Regions from separate parts of the Mus musculus genome. Here all the other regions are linked to region 3. Evidence: chromatin contacts called from public HiCAR-type and promoter capture Hi-C data. All regions are on one chromosome and are shown on one strand. Each heading gives the region's core, a stretch centred on a gene start, on an enhancer-like site or on the middle of the called end of the contact. The rest is flanking DNA. Distances are from core to core; before and after follow the strand shown.

Region 1 (2,880 bases), core at 277-2,776, 2.1 Mb before region 3:
CGAACTCAGAAATCCGCCTGCCTCTTGGTGGGCAATTTCTATCTCACATACATTGCATTATTGCAAGTCGCACAAAATTGTTACTAAGTTACACAATTTCTTTAAACTTATATTCCTAACAATCAGTCAGTTGGTGGAGGAGGCATATAAAGGTAGAGGCACTTATAAATCAGGACCTTGACCATTCATTAGATGCCAGGACTAAAGCCGACTTTGGTTTGTGATACTCTGGCTGTCACAGACCACCAGAAGGAAGGCAGAGAAAGCATGACGGATGTCTTACTATTTGAGATGTGGTGGCATATACAAGGGGAGAAGCTAAGTGGGGAACTAGATAAATAGGTTTGAACTCCGAGAAAGCAAGGAAAAGAAGTGTAAATCTGAAATGTATTGATTGGAGTGTTGGCAGCAGATTAAATCATACAGGGAAATTTGTGGAGTAGGAGAAAAGGATGAGGCTTTTAAAACTCTTAGCGATCATTCAGGGCAGGCAAGCCAGTCAAATAGACTTGGGGGTGGGGTGGGGGAGGGGGACAGGAGAGAGAAAAGGCAATAGGCATAAAGAAGAGGGCATTTTAAGGAGGAGGAAATTGTGAGATGAGGTAGCATTGGGAAGCAAAATGTCCTCTGGCCTTAGTAAGGGCAGAAGACAGCAGAGGTGACTGGCAAATGCAGTTTCCCTGAATGAAAGCCAAATGAATGAAGTTGGAAACAGCTGTGGTTGGGGGTGGAGGTGGGGGTGGGGGAGGGGAGAAGCACTCTGCTTCAGCGATGAAGGGCAGCGAAAGGCAGGGTGACACATAGAGCAGAGGAAAGCTTGGAAGTCACTTGGTGCTGAGGATGCGGACTCCACTCCAAAGAGGGAGACAGATCAGAGACTGATGCTTTGAGGAGGGTCGGAGGTCATTGAGGTTTGAGGTCTGTAAGTCTGGTAGTGGAAAGTACAAAGGTTTTTTCTCTTGAAGGTGGCAGCACAAATAAGTACTAGGAGTGGAAACTGAGTGGGTGACCTTCCCATCAGGAGGGAGGTGTAGCACCTAGTGGTCGTGACTGTATGGCACTGCTCCAAAGGAGGCGCAGTCCTGAGGTTGCACGGCCTTAGGAGGAGGAAGTCACTTCCCGTTTCAAAGGGAGAAAGTGGGGACATTTCTTCAACAACTTCAGACAGAAAGAAGCGTGGAGTTGAGATTTTCTGCAGGGATTCCACAGCCCTCGGCGGAACGTGCGAGACAAGCCAGGAATAGGCTTAGAACGCACGGATCCGCAGGGAACAGCGGCCAGGCCCGGGAACCGCCGCTGCTGCTTCGCGTCCCAGCTGCGCTTTCTCTTCCCAGCAAAGCCTGTCTGCCCCTGCGCCTCCTTCGTGGCGAGCGCTCTGTTCCGACGTCACTCCGACACGGACCAATAAGCGGAAGAGGAGAGCGTGAGTGATGGAAAGGGCAACCGATGGTCCCGCGGCGGGAGGCGGGACTAGACGGGAGCGGGCAGCCGCGAGTGGGAAGCGGCGCGGCGGGGGGCGGGACGCGGCGGGGTGGGAGTGGGAGGGCAGCCCCTCCCCTGGCGGCGGCGGGCTGGGGAGCCGCCGGAGTTTAAGCACGCGGGAGGGGAGATGAGATCGCGGCTCGTGCTCCTTGCAGGTAAAGCGCGGGGCGGCCCGCTGAGGGCCGAGCGCAGCTGCAGGGCGCTCGGAGTTGGGCGCGGGCTCCCGGGCTCTCAGCTGAGCCGCCAGCCCTGCGCTGGGGCCCGGGGGCGGCGCCCGAGCTCTGCACCTCTACTAGAGTTAGCTCCGACACTCGAGCTGCCTCCCGCGGACGCCGCCCCGGGCGGTCTGCGCCTGGGTAGAAGCCGCACCCCGGACAAAGAGCGCGCGGTAAGGGTGCGCGCCCCGAGCTCAAGCTCCGGCACTGCCCTGCTACGGCCGAGGTCGCCGAGCCAGACCCTTGCCTGCTACTGTCTGACCCAGCCGTGCAACAGCTTTGTAACCCGGGAGTCCACCGGGTGCAGCGGCCACCTGGCCGCGGGGTCCCCGCGCCTGGTCGCCAGCTGGCCAAGGCACGGGCGACGGCTGGACACAGCCGGGTAGCTTGGCCGCCCGCCCAGGGTTACACGGAGAGCCACCCAGCAGAGCCAGGAGTGCCAGTTACTCTACGCTCAACTGTGGAGCAAAGCTGGTACCACTGGCCTGGGAGCCTGGAACGGCTGCCAGGAGTTGGGGGAGCCAAGCAGGTGGTGTAGCAACCGCCTCACCTCCTGCGAACTCCACGGGGAGTCTGGGTTGTTGATGTTGTGACTGTGGGCTGTTTGTGTTTTCTTTCTTTTTATAACTACACACAAAAGAAAGGAGGAGTTAGAGGACAGATATCTCCACTGAATCATCCACACTTTGCTCTCTCCCCGTGAACAGATGGATGGGGAGAATTATAGTAAGGATTGACTGGAACCATTTTTGCCCCTTGTACCTGCATCCCCCGAAAGCTGTGCACTATAGGTGGAACTGGGGCAAAGTGAGGTATGCTCGCCCACCTGGGTGGGAAAATGGTTACATGCTAGCAAAGTGGAAACTTTCTGAGGCAGAAATTCTGAATGTGAAACCTCAGATGGGCAGCCACTTCTTGAATTAGGAAGATGGGTCACAACAGGATTCACCTTACTCTGCTTTTGGCCCATCACTACAGAGGATGGCTGGCTCCTTTGCCTCTAGCACAATGTGTGCTAGCTCTCTCTGCATCGTGCCAGATACGGGTGGTCAGAAACTATCACATTATTTAATCTGATTTCTAGAGGCAAGGTTGCCCTCCATCCTGAAGGGCAACTGGCCCTGGATGCATTGCCCTTAATGTAAAGGACAAGAGGCTCTCCATGCCTGTGGAAGAGTCTCCA
Region 2 (3,049 bases), core at 362-2,861, 2.8 Mb after region 3:
AAGTCTCTCCTAACCATTACTTCCGAGATTTATATTCTTGTGTATAGGACTCTTGTTTACATGTACCGTATGGGCACAGTGCTCATGGACTTCCAATACCCTGGAATTGGAGTTACAGAAGGTTGTGAGCTACCATGTGGGTGCTAGGAATCTAACCTGGGTCCTCTGGAAGAGAAACTAGCGTTCTTAACCACTGGGCCACACTTCCCTCCAGCCTTTGTTTATACAGATTGACTGCCTGGGTTTCTTGATGGTGCTCTCTGAACCTTTCTTTCAGAGCATTGCCAGGTTTTTCATTGTTTGATAAAATAAAACCCTACTAAGTTTAAGTTGTTGAAAGCTTTAATTGTGTAAATGGTAAACCAAGAACGTGGGTGAGGTTGATTCTAAAGGAAAAGCAGAGCATGGGCTTTGATTACTGTAGGCACTTTCCCTTTGTCTCGTGTGTGTGTGTGTGTGTGTGTGTGTGTGTGTGTGTGTGTGTGCTTGAGACAGGGTTTCTCTGTGTAACCTGGCTGTCCCGAAACTCACTCTGTAGACCAGGCTGTCCTTGAACTCAGAGATCCATCTGCTTCTGCCTCCCAGGTGCTGGCACTAGAGGTGTGTGCTATCACCTGCTGGCTTCATGTCTTTCTTCTTGATCAGTAATGTTATTCTCTTTCACTGAAGACAGGCTTTTTTTTTTTTTTTTTGATGCCTCGGTACATAAAAAATTAATATGACTTCTAATCACTCCCACTTGGTAGAGCCTCCGAATTCATAGAAAGCAGCAGACTATAATATAAACAGCAGTGAGCAATCATATGATAAGCCCACTTGTTGATGAGTGTGTGATAGATCTGGTCCCAGAGAAATGAATGGCCTTACCTCCATGGAGCAGAGACAGTGAGAAATTACATCAGTGGCCAATTTGTTGATGAATGATAAGAAGAAAACAAAAAAAAAAAAATGGTTCTGCATGGTTAGAGTCAAGGAATGACTCTAATAGGAAGATGGCACTCAAACTGAGAACTGAAGGAGGTAAACACTAGTCAGACATCCGAGGAAAGGGCAGGTAGACCAGGGAAGAACACCTGGTAATATAAATAAGAGCAAGAAGGACCAGGATTGGGGCACAGTGAGCAGACAAGAGAAGAGAGTAAAACCTTCCAGGGAACTCTGCAAAACTTACTTATCATGATTGCAAGCGGCCTTCGCCTTTTGTGACAGTATTTACAACAGTGAAACATAATTTTGCAATGCAACTTTCCATTTCCATACTGCATACATTCTAGAGGATTCTGCTCAGCTGGGTGTTAGTCTATGAGCATAGCTGAAGTTCAAAAATGAAGGCATCGATTCATAACTCCGAATTTCTAAGCACCTATAGTAGTAATCCATGCTGGTGACACTTGCTTAGAAAATATTCCAGACCCTAGTACCAATGACCCTAATTTCTCCTAGCTGGTGACTATGGGCTAGAGAGTGCGCGCCTGCGCAGTGCCACTGCCGGCTCCGCCCCTCTTTTGGGGTCTGGGAGAACCCGGAAGCCTCTGCGACTTCCTTTGAACGTGTCGGGGGCGGGGCATGTCGTAAAGCGTCGTGAAGCTGCTTCCCTCGGTTCTTCAGACGCCGCGCTTTACGGCGCTGGCTCTGCAGAGCTGAAGATGTCCGCTGCGAGCCGGGAGGAGCGTTCTGGTCCTCCCGGCAGCTTCGCGAAGCGGGTCCTGGTGACCGGGGGTGCTGGTTTCATGTAGGTAACGGTGCTGGTGGCTGAGAAGTTTCTCCCCACAAATCCTAACCTTGCCCTGCGGTTCTCCTTGTCTTTTGCACTTCGGGTCCACGACTTTGCAGATCCGTTATGGGGAGGGTCCCAATGCACAGCCCGGATGTCCATCCGGTTTCCCTCACTTTCTGGCCAGCCAAGACGAGGTTGCTTCGAAAATGCGACTTCTTTAACACCTTCCCCACAAAAAGGGGAACTCAGGAGTGCCTTGCTGCTGTCCCACCCCCTACCTGCCCGGGGGTGTTTACCACCTGTCACTTTTCTGAGAAGCACACATCAGTTTCATTCCCTTTTCTTCCCGCTCTCTGACAAAGCTCCGGCCAGCAGATGAAGGCCTTTCCAAAAGCTCGCCTCTACACGATGTGAGGATCGATCGTAATGGGACTCTTTGTCTTGTCTTCTCTTTTTTAGAAACTGTTTACAAATCCTTTGTTATTCCCAACCTGTTTGAGGCTCACACCCACCTACCGTGAAACTGTCCTTTCTATTTGTGTCAAAGCTTATTCTTAATTTGACTTCTGTTCCCTGCCTCCTTTTCCTTAGAACACTGCTACTATCCCTCTCCTGTTGATCTCGCGCGTTTTCTTTACACTTTGTAGAGTGTGTTCCTAAGTGAGATAGATGCAGCTGCATAGAGTTTTACAGTCATGGTTTCTGTGAGACTTGTAATGAAAGTCCAGGGTCTTTATCCGATCTAGAAGACTCGGGTGCTCGAGCCCTGCTTCCCAACCTAGTCTCTTGCTTTTCTGTACTCGCCCACAACCCTCTCAGGCTTCTCGGAGCACAGGAGGTTAGTGCTGCTTCCCGACTTGAGGCAGTTGCATAGGCTGTTAATTTACCCGCATATCACCTTCAGAGTGCTTATGGGAACACCTTAGGCCACCCATCCACTCAGCACTACCTGAAATTACATTGAGTACTTGTGTTTACTTGTTTATGGCCTTGCCCTTCTTCTAGAGTATAAACTGTGTGAGAGTAGACTGATGTTCATTAAGCTCCCACAGAAAGAAAGGTCAGGGCCATATCGTGAAGGTCTTCTGTAAGAGTTGAGTGGATGGATGCGTGAGCGATCCACAGGAAGTTCTGTCCTTGTAGTGTCTCCTGCATGGGGAGGGGTCAGAGAGTCTTGGTTACTGCCCAAGAACATGCAGTGGGCCTTTTAAATCCACAGACACTTTGCTGAGAGTAGGTAGCAGGAAGCTGAGATTCACTTAATTAACAGACGTGTACGTGGGGAAATGCATGTACTTGCATGGAAGGGCTTGTTCACAAAGAATGTCCTAG
Region 3 (2,700 bases), core at 197-2,696:
TTCAAGGAAGGCTCATGAAATAAACGTGGAGAGTGGATTAAGAATTGTACCCTTTGAATTTCCCCCTATACACTGCATATTACTTGAATAAGGCGGGCATGGGAACTGGTGCGCTCAGGAAACTTGGCTGGGGGACTGCCACAGGTTTGAAGGGCCTGTGTAAACTAGAGAGCCAAACATCGCTATCTCCCCTCCCCCCAAAATTAAAAGCACCATTAAGAAGGACATAGTTTAAAGCACCATTTCACACAGAAGTTAAGTCTCCAACTTCTTTACTTACTAAAATCTAAGTGTGGCCAGATTATCCATTCTACTCAAAGCGAAATTAGCAACTGTTTTAAAAGACAGCTCCCAACTTTAGGTCGGTAAGTACAAGACATGTCAACGTCACTAGCTATATATAAAAGACATCTTTGCTTTGTAAGTAAAGCTATTCACACATCCTCAGAGTCTCCTAAAAAACTTCAGACCCATGGGTCGTAAGGAGCTCCACGTATCAACTTTCCTAGAAATTACCTCACAAAAATCTGAGCTTCAACACTAACAATGTATCTTCCGTCTTCTAGTGAGCTAATAATATTATTGCTAGCTTGCAAATGGGCTTATAACTGTATCTGAAATGGAACCCTTGATCTAAGACTGATTGAGAACGATCTGTGTTATATGAAAAAGAGATGGCACTGGCCCAGTTAGACAGCCACAGCCCCCAGTATATCCCGTTTATAAGCCCAAATCTCTAGAGATCAAACAAGATTCGAAGGAAGAAGAGCAGAGCGAGGTGGTCAAGCAGGGATCCCTCAAAGGCAACTTCACACGATCTTGAAGGGACCGGCGTGTGCAGTTCCTTTTAGAAACCAGAAAGGGGCTCGGGGGAAAGACGCCGTAAGGCAGCGACAGGCAGGACACGCGTTCTCCCTGAGCTGGGATGGGGAAGGGAGCGGCTGGGGTGGTGGGGGAAGCGGGACGGGTCAGGAGCTGCCGGGGTCTGGCCGCCCGCGAGGGCTGGCGGGCCACGCGGGGAGGGAGAGCAGGGCTGGGGTGCAGGGCCCGCGGGCGGGGCGCGTCAGGCGCGGTGGCACGTGTGCGCGGGTCGGCGGCGAGGCAACCGGCGCCGCCGCCGCTGCACGGGCCGGAAGGGCCGGGGCCGGGCGGGAGGCGCGCACGTGGGCTGCGGGGCCGCTGTCCGCCAGCCGGGCCGACCCGCGCCGCTCGGCCGGCCGGCCGACGAGCGCCCAGGGCCAGCCGGCCGGCCGCGGAGGAGAAGGATCGGCGCGCCGGGGCCGCCGATTCGCTTACCTCCGCCTGTTTCCGGACCACATTGTCGGGGCTGAGCAGGTTTCCCAGGAGCAGGTAGAACTGTTGCTGCTCCGCCGCGGCCGCCGCCATTGCGCTAGGCGTGAGAGAGAGAAGGAGGGAGCTGTGAGGCGCGCTGGCGGGCCGGCGGGAGGGTTGGGGGCGGGCCCAGCGCGGCGACCGGCACCAGCGGCGGCGCGGGGATGAGGGGCCGGGCGAGAAGGGCGGGGCCGAGGGGGCCGAGGGAGGACGGGGCGGGGCCTCGCGCCCTCTCACCCGGCCGCGGCCGCCGACGCCGGCGTCCCATTGGCTCGCGGCGCGGGGGGCGTGCCCGAGGCCGCCCCCCCTCGAGGGCCACGCCGATTGGTCACGCACCCTGCGGTGTCGTCACTCCAGCGCGCGCCGGGAGGCGGGGCTGGCGGGCGTGTGTGGCGGCCAGAGGGCCGCTGTTAGGACGAGGTTGGGGTTCCCGGGGCGCGGGTTGGGAGGAGCCGATCCGGCTGGGCCGCCGCGAGGGGCGTGAGGCCGGGCCCGGAGGAGGGGCCAGCTCCTGAGCGCGGGAGATTTCGGCGCCGCGGGCTGGCTGGACTCCCTTTCCCTGCCGCCCGCCGCGTAGCCGCGCCTTAGGGCTTTGGGGCCCCGGGACCCCCCTCCCTAACCCCATCCCAATCCCCCCAGCAGCGAGCACACACGCATACACACACCCGCCTCTGCAGACCCCTCCATCTGTCTGGCCCTGTGGTGTCGTGTCGTCCCCCTCAGCCTGTGACTCAGGCGGTCCCTACCCTCCTCTGTCCTGTGACTCACGTCCAGGGACTGTCCCGGAAGAGGGGTTGCTCATCACGGACTCTTCCCCCCTGCACCTCTCCGTCCCGGATCAAATCACGCACGCTCCCCACCCGGGAACTGCCACCCATCCTGGTGTTTGGAGCTTCCTTGCTCTCTAAGGATGGGAGAAGTCATGAGCCACTCCCTAACGTGGTCGATCCATTGATAGTTGATGCGTGCCAGCATGGAGGGGACCAGAGGCTGCCTCCCTCTCACCTCCTAAACTCTAGTGCTTAAACACCAGCGTTGGCCCATCTTTCTATCTGGGACTGCCTAAACAGGAGAGAGCAGAGCTCAAACTGAAACACTTTGAGAATCATGTCCTATTCAGAATCATGTCTAATGTCCACAGACTCAAATGCTCATATCAAAAGAAAAAAATAATGTATGAAATGGTCCTACACTGAAAAAAAAAAAAAAACAATGTGGCCCAAGAATGAAAGAGCATCCCCAGTTGGAAACTAGTTCTACAAAATAGATGCGCTGGCCTCCAGAAAAGCAGAACGTAATCAGGGTTGCAGCTACACCTATAGAGGGGAGACCTTTCTCCACAATTCAGATTCTGTTGTAAAAATCTTG
Region 4 (2,700 bases), core at 89-2,588, 2.0 Mb before region 3:
AGAAACCCTAACTAAGATATCATAAGTCATTTTTAAAGGTTCAGTGACTATCAAAGACAGATGAATCTGATTTTACCATATTTACCTGGAACCTGGGATTAGTTGCTTATTTACTTTGTGCCCCAGTTGCTTCCAGTAAATACAATGGGACCACTACTGGTTTTATTGATTTCTCCACTGTAAAATGAGATTGTGGTAAAGGAGTAACTTCAAGCATACTTAGACCCTTAACCTTCTTCTTCAACGATTTAGTTTTGTAAATTAGCTTGCCGCATTATGAGTGGCTCTGAGACTTTCGTAGTACTGCTTTGTTCTTCTCTCCATGCCTCCTTCCCTCATCCCTGCCCATCTTTGATGTCATGTGTAATCCTATTACTCCCTGTTTCTCCCCTTCCCAGGCCCTCCTTTAAGACCCCATTTTCCTTCTCATGGTCCTCTTTCTATAAAATTGGTGGTTTATAAATGTGATGATTGTTCAGGGTTCTTGTAGACTTGGACATCTATTTAAAATACAACCACTTCAGCATCATTTGATGCTACGTGAAAACCAAGAATATAACACGATTTCAAGTACTCCACATACACAAAGTCAAAGGGATGGGAAATGATGAAAGGAAAAGCAGTAGTCATATAGTTAATTTGGGTCTCGATGAGGAGACAATGGGTCTCTAGTCTCACCATCTCTGTGACGTTGCTTTCACATCCCGATAGGGACATATAGAACTCTCCAGCATCACGCCTGCCTGCATTCTGCCATAGGAACATCCTTCCATGATAAAGATCTCTAGAGAAAAAATTGCCCTCAGCTTTTGGTTCTCATACATCTTATGTCCTAAGGGTAGGATGTAGGGGAAAGCTAGTTCTTCCATTAGCTCCTAAACAAGTTTTATTTTAAAAAGAGTTGGTAAGTAGGCAGAATTGCTACAGTTACCTGTATCCCGTAGGGATATGTACGAGCAGATGCGATGCCTTAATTGTCCTGTGGAGCCTTCCTCAGATCTGAGTTTAGCATCACCTCAGTGTCTATGTGAAGGGGTGAGTCTCTCTGAAGTAGTGAATCTTAGGCGTGTTTGGGTCTAACGTGGAGTCAAAGCATGTGTGATGTAGAGCTGAACCTGGTGGGAGCAGTCGAGCCCGTGTCTGGTGGTGGGAGTGGTGGTGGGGAGCTTGCTTGCTTGCATTTCGGAGGAATGTGGCTTCGGGTTCTTACCTGCGCGGTTCCGGCACATGGGGAGTGGCGTGCGCGCTGCCAGGTGCGCTCCGTGGCGCTGCCGGGGCGGGCGGAGCGGCGAGAGACCAGCAGGAGCGCCGCCCGGGGCGGTTTGGTTGCGACACCCGCCCAGCTGGGCATTTCCGCTCCGTGGTCCGGGCGCGCTCCTCGTGATTCCCCCGACCGCTGCAGGTGAGGCGCCGAGGCGGGCTGGGACTGGGAGCCTGGGGGCGGCTTAGGGACTCTGTCACCAGCCAGCGAATGTCCGCTAGCGTCCCGGCGTATGGGTCTGCCTGGCGGAACGCGCTGGGCGGAGCGCGCATTTGACCCCCCACCCCCACCCCGGAAAGCTGCCCGGGCGGCCCGTGCTGTGACTGCTACCGGAGCGGAGCTGATGCTTGCTCTCGCGGGACAGACAGCTCCAACAGGTAGCTTAAGATCCTAAGGGAATGTGGCTAGCGGTTTTCAAAAGAAATGTTTTTTTAATTTTACTTTAGGAGTCACTTATGTGTGAAGAGTCCAAAACCTGAAAAAGAATCCTAAACCAACTTCTGTTGGTCCGTTTCACATCTGGATTTCCTTTGGAACCAGTAGTAAAACGCCTGGAACTTTGGCGATCCATCCCTTTGATTCTATCCGTGGTTATTATTGCTGTTTAACTCTAATCAACGAGTTATAACGTTACAGCCTCGCTTAAAACCCATTTGAGGTGTGCGTGTATTTTAACTTAGCTTAACTCCAAGCTCATTTATTTATGTTAAAAGATTTCTTCTAATTGAAGTCTTTCTCCTGGTCTGTTTCCTGTAACTGAAGTGCTTGCTAAGTGAGGAACTCTGCAGTTTGGCCTCATTTTCCTGAACCTTCTCTGAGAAGTCCCTGAGTAAGCAGGCCAGACTTCAACAATAGAGGGCATTTTTCTCTAAAAGCTAGTTTGCAAAGTTAATTGGTGGATTTTTTTTTTTTTTGTACTGAACCTTTTATTTAAACTAGTGAACTTACAAACCATGTCCTTAGCATGCAAAAGGCCCAAGATTGGCTCTCCAGCACTGGAAAATAAGCAGACCAAGTTGGGATTAGGAATGTGGCTCAGTGGTAGAATTCACCCTTCTGTGTGAAGTGGTGAGCTGGACTGACGTCTGTCTGTGGTGGTCATTAGTGGATGGCAGTGTGTGGTACAGAACCAAAACCAAAACCAAAACCCTGCAAAGGTTAATTTTTTTTAAGTACAGGATCAAGCCAGGTGTGGTGGCTTATGTCTGTGATTCCAGCACTCAGAACGCTAAAGCAGACCATCCTGGGATATGCAAGATCTTACATCAAAAAAATATCAAAACCAAAACAAATAAAAGTTTCTTCTTTATCTAGTAAGAACTTTTGAGAGCTCCAGTTCTGTCTGTCAAAGCTTGAAAAGGAGTCATGGGATGACTCTTTATTGGCCTTGGCCAGGGTCTTGTTAGGGGAGAGGACCCTCTGCCCTACAGACTAGTGCT
Region 5 (2,826 bases), core at 1-2,500, 2.0 Mb after region 3:
GATGATGTTTGAGATACAGTGCCTTGTAAGGAACAGAACCAAGAGGCTGCCTCAAAGACAGGACCCTGCATTCCTCAGAGAACATTCCAGATTCAAACTAGAACGGAGTTTCCCCACAGCATGCTATTCCCATGGCTCTTTTTTTAATTAACTTCAAATTAAGTTCTTCTACCCAGGCAAAACCTATGTTTAACATTTACCTCTAGATCTTAAACTAGAGGTTAGCCTTGATGTGTAGTGTTTTATGTTCCTTTCCTGCACAGTCTATTTGCCCACAGTTAATAACACAATACAGATGTGCTGAGAACCCTCAACATCCAGGCTCTCTGCTGGACTCCAGTGGGAGAGAAGCAGGGCACAGGACACAGGCCTTGCCATCCAGGAGCTTGTGTGCTTCAGGACGGGTGGTCACAGGTCACGTCCTGTGAGGAGATGCAGAAATGTGGCCGACTCGTGGGCGTGTTTTCTATCAGCCTTCTCCCAAAGCCTGTAGGGGCTTGGGGGACAAAGCTTGAAAAAGATTCAGACCCTAGGTGAGAAACAGCTGAAGTTGGGATTAAAAATGTCCTAATTTAACTTCAGATCCCCCCTCTTCTTCCTCTTCCCCATCCAGGACTTCATGAAAACGAACCGAGCACACTCAAGAGCAACTTAGTCACTGTGACTGACTGGAGCGATGTCCTGGATGTCTAAGCACGGCCTCGCACATCGGAAGCCTGTGCCGAGGCCGCCAGCATCAGTGCAGTCAACAGCCTATAGGACTCTAATGCTCTTAGTGTTTCCAACCATAGCAAGGAAGCCGGTTCTGAACAAGGGTGTCTCTTATGACACGTAACACAGTGCCGAGAACAAACTGTCAGCTGTCCACTGTGTAAAAACAACGTATCCTTTAAGTCATAAAAACTCTTTTCTTCAGTACAGAACTCTCTAGTGTTAAATGTATTTTTTTTCGACTAACTTTTAAGTCTTTTTTTTTTTTTGACTGATAGCAGGCTTCAGTTTGAATTACTATAGCTCTTTAAAATATATATGTACTGTCCCATTGGTAGTTCTTATGTTAAAACAATCCTGTCGTCTCTTCAAACTGAATTAGCGAACTCAATGATCCCATGAATGGTAACAGTTAGCTAGGCCCATGGTAAATACATTTCCTTAAAAGTCCCTTTGATCCCACTGAGCTCTGAGGCCCTGTCAGCATGCCGTTACTAACGAGTTCTTTTCTGCAGTGTAACCTTCATCTTGGATGTTTTATGAATAATGTGCAGCTGTTGTAACTGCCAATTGATTCCTGTGAGATGGTCACTAGAAAAAGATGAGCCGTTATTAAGTCACCCACATGTCATTTTCCTGTGTTCAGTCCCCAGCCCATAGTATAAAATACCTCAGAACTAATTTATATTCTTGAATAATGATCTTGGCAATGATCAGAAAGTTTATATAGGAATTGTTTGGGTTTTTTTTTTCTTTTTAAACTTTTTTCCTTTTTTAAAAAAATATTTTTTATACTTTGTAGAACTATTAGGACTATCTCCAAAAACAAAAAAGGAACCTATTAATGGCTTGTTGATTTGGGGTCTCCTGTCATTCACCTACTGTACCAGTAAAGTCCTCCATCACACACTGCGACTGTGGCTGCTTATTAAGAAAACCGCTTGGCTAGCTTTATAAGAGGGCAAAGCCCTGGCATCTAACAAACCCTGACCTTGAAATGTATCTCTGTGACTATTGTGGCTACCATCTAGAAACCTATGTGTGCCCATTCCAAACCATGAAAAAAAAAATTCTCCCACCTCCCTGCGGGGAGCTGTTGTGTGCAAATAGGCTCACTTTATGTGTAAGCTTATCTAAAAGCTTTAGGAATCGAGAGTCAGGCCATGAGTTGTGGGCAGAGATCAACAGCCTTCCCATCTCTCACATCAACAGGTTTTTATTGTCACTACGGGTTTGGGTAGAAATCAAGAGTTGTGTTCCAGACTCTGTGTCTACCACAGGTCCCCACCCCCACCCCCAGCCCCCAGGACAGGTAAGGACCTGGCCAAACCCAACATTTAAATTCAGTTGGTGTTTGTAGGTCACAAAGCCCAGTCCTTTAACTTATCCGTGTTTAGGGTTTCCCCTTCTTGTCCTCATTCAGTTGTTTTATTCCTTTTCCTTGACAGAGCTTAGGCGGCCCCTCCCTGACCACCATGCCTTCACACCCCACTCTCTCTACATTCTCAGTCTAGCTGCTGTCTTCACCAGCTCATCTGAAGAAAAAAATCATTTTAAACGTGTGCCTACACAGCACTGTTCCCACGCTGGTCTGCGGTTCCTAACCTGTCTTTATGGAAGCAAAATATATGACACTGGAAAATGTTTTAATTGGTTTTTTTTGTTTGTTCGTTTGTTTTTTTTTTTTTTACTTTTTTAAAAAAAAGTTTCCTTTCCTTTCCTTTCCGTTGAATCCCTGCAAACAGTGTCCTCTATTTCCTTTTCAGTCTTTTACCCTCTGGGAAAGTCATGTAGTCAGCCATGTGACTCGTTGTGGGCGATTTATAGCATATGACAGAAGTACCAGTTCTTACAACTTGAAACCATGTATTTTACCCTAGACCAGCTCACGCCCTGGTTCTGACACTACAGGGCTCCCTACTCTACGTTTCTTCACTGCACACGCAGGAAAATGTAAGCACCAACGGTTAAGGGGGTGTGTAAGGGTGAATGTGCTCTGACCTATAAGCTGTGTGCTAGTGAGAACAATTACTGCCTTTGTGGGTAAGTGACATGCAGGGCTGGCCTCAGGAATTCACCTGTATCTTTGTTCCAAAACCACCTGATCAAGTTCCA

What was found. Promoter capture Hi-C pulls out the DNA fragments that hold promoters and counts their contacts. HiCAR-type assays count read pairs that join an accessible place to other places. Capture Hi-C pulls out chosen DNA fragments and counts their contacts.
Region 1: a contact with region 3 is called in a promoter capture Hi-C map of pre-B cells, with 5 times the contacts expected there. The contact joins the promoter of Tmtc4 here to the promoter of Ipo5 in region 3. A contact is called at or near these places in 2 of 39 promoter capture datasets (liver and pre-B cells), 3 of 484 Hi-C or Micro-C datasets (B cells, CD4 T cells and CD8 T cells) and 1 of 115 datasets of contacts at active chromatin or transcription factors (pro-B cells).
Region 2: a HiCAR-type map of astrocytes shows a contact between it and region 3, with 6 times the contacts expected there. The contact joins the promoter of Tgds here to the promoter of Ipo5 in region 3. A contact is called at or near these places in 3 of 39 promoter capture datasets (embryonic stem cells, liver and pre-B cells), 3 of 484 Hi-C or Micro-C datasets (B cells, CD4 T cells and the G1E-ER4 cell line), 4 of 115 datasets of contacts at active chromatin or transcription factors (astrocytes, large pre-B cells, pro-B cells and 1 more) and 2 of 9 other capture datasets (adipose tissue and liver).
Region 4: a contact with region 3 is called in a promoter capture Hi-C map of liver, with 2.8 times the contacts expected there. The contact joins the promoter of Ggact here to the promoter of Ipo5 in region 3. A contact is called at or near these places in 3 of 39 promoter capture datasets (cranial neural crest, liver and pre-B cells) and 1 of 9 other capture datasets (liver).
Region 5: a contact with region 3 is called in a promoter capture Hi-C map of pre-B cells, with 2.6 times the contacts expected there. The contact joins the enhancer-like site here to the promoter of Ipo5 in region 3. A contact is called at or near these places in 3 of 39 promoter capture datasets (the C10 cell line, liver and pre-B cells) and 3 of 115 datasets of contacts at active chromatin or transcription factors (astrocytes, embryonic stem cells and large pre-B cells).

What each region holds. Positions count from the first base shown.
Region 1 is chr14:122,981,929-122,984,808 of GRCm38.p6, reverse strand. Tmtc4 (transmembrane and tetratricopeptide repeat containing 4) reads left to right here and starts at 1,526. Exons shown (of 18, transcript NM_028651.3): 1 at 1,526-1,637.
Region 2 is chr14:118,131,327-118,134,375 of GRCm38.p6, reverse strand. Tgds (TDP-glucose 4,6-dehydratase) reads left to right here and starts at 1,611. Exons shown (of 12, transcript NM_029578.3): 1 at 1,611-1,732. The coding sequence starts at 1,647.
Region 3 is chr14:120,909,940-120,912,639 of GRCm38.p6, reverse strand. Ipo5 (importin 5) reads right to left here and starts at 1,446. Exons shown (of 26, transcript NM_023579.4): 1 at 1,297-1,446. The coding sequence starts at 1,386.
Region 4 is chr14:122,911,803-122,914,502 of GRCm38.p6, reverse strand. It overlaps Ggact (gamma-glutamylamine cyclotransferase), which reads left to right and starts at 1,338. Exons shown (of 3, transcript NM_145466.2): 1 at 1,338-1,402. 4930594M22Rik (RIKEN cDNA 4930594M22 gene) reads right to left here and starts at 1,473. Exons shown (of 2, transcript NR_155287.1): 1 at 1,211-1,473.
Region 5 is chr14:118,875,050-118,877,875 of GRCm38.p6, reverse strand. Dzip1 (DAZ interacting protein 1) reads left to right here. Exons shown (of 22, transcript NM_025943.3): 22 at 614-2,356. The coding sequence ends at 693. Among named protein-coding and RNA genes, the nearest start is that of Cldn10, 22 kb to the right of the region's middle. Within about 2 kb of position 1,250, at least 14 of the 459 cell types and tissues checked have an H3K27ac peak or open chromatin away from gene starts, as enhancers often do. A contact at or near this core is called in pre-B cells, where this site is marked.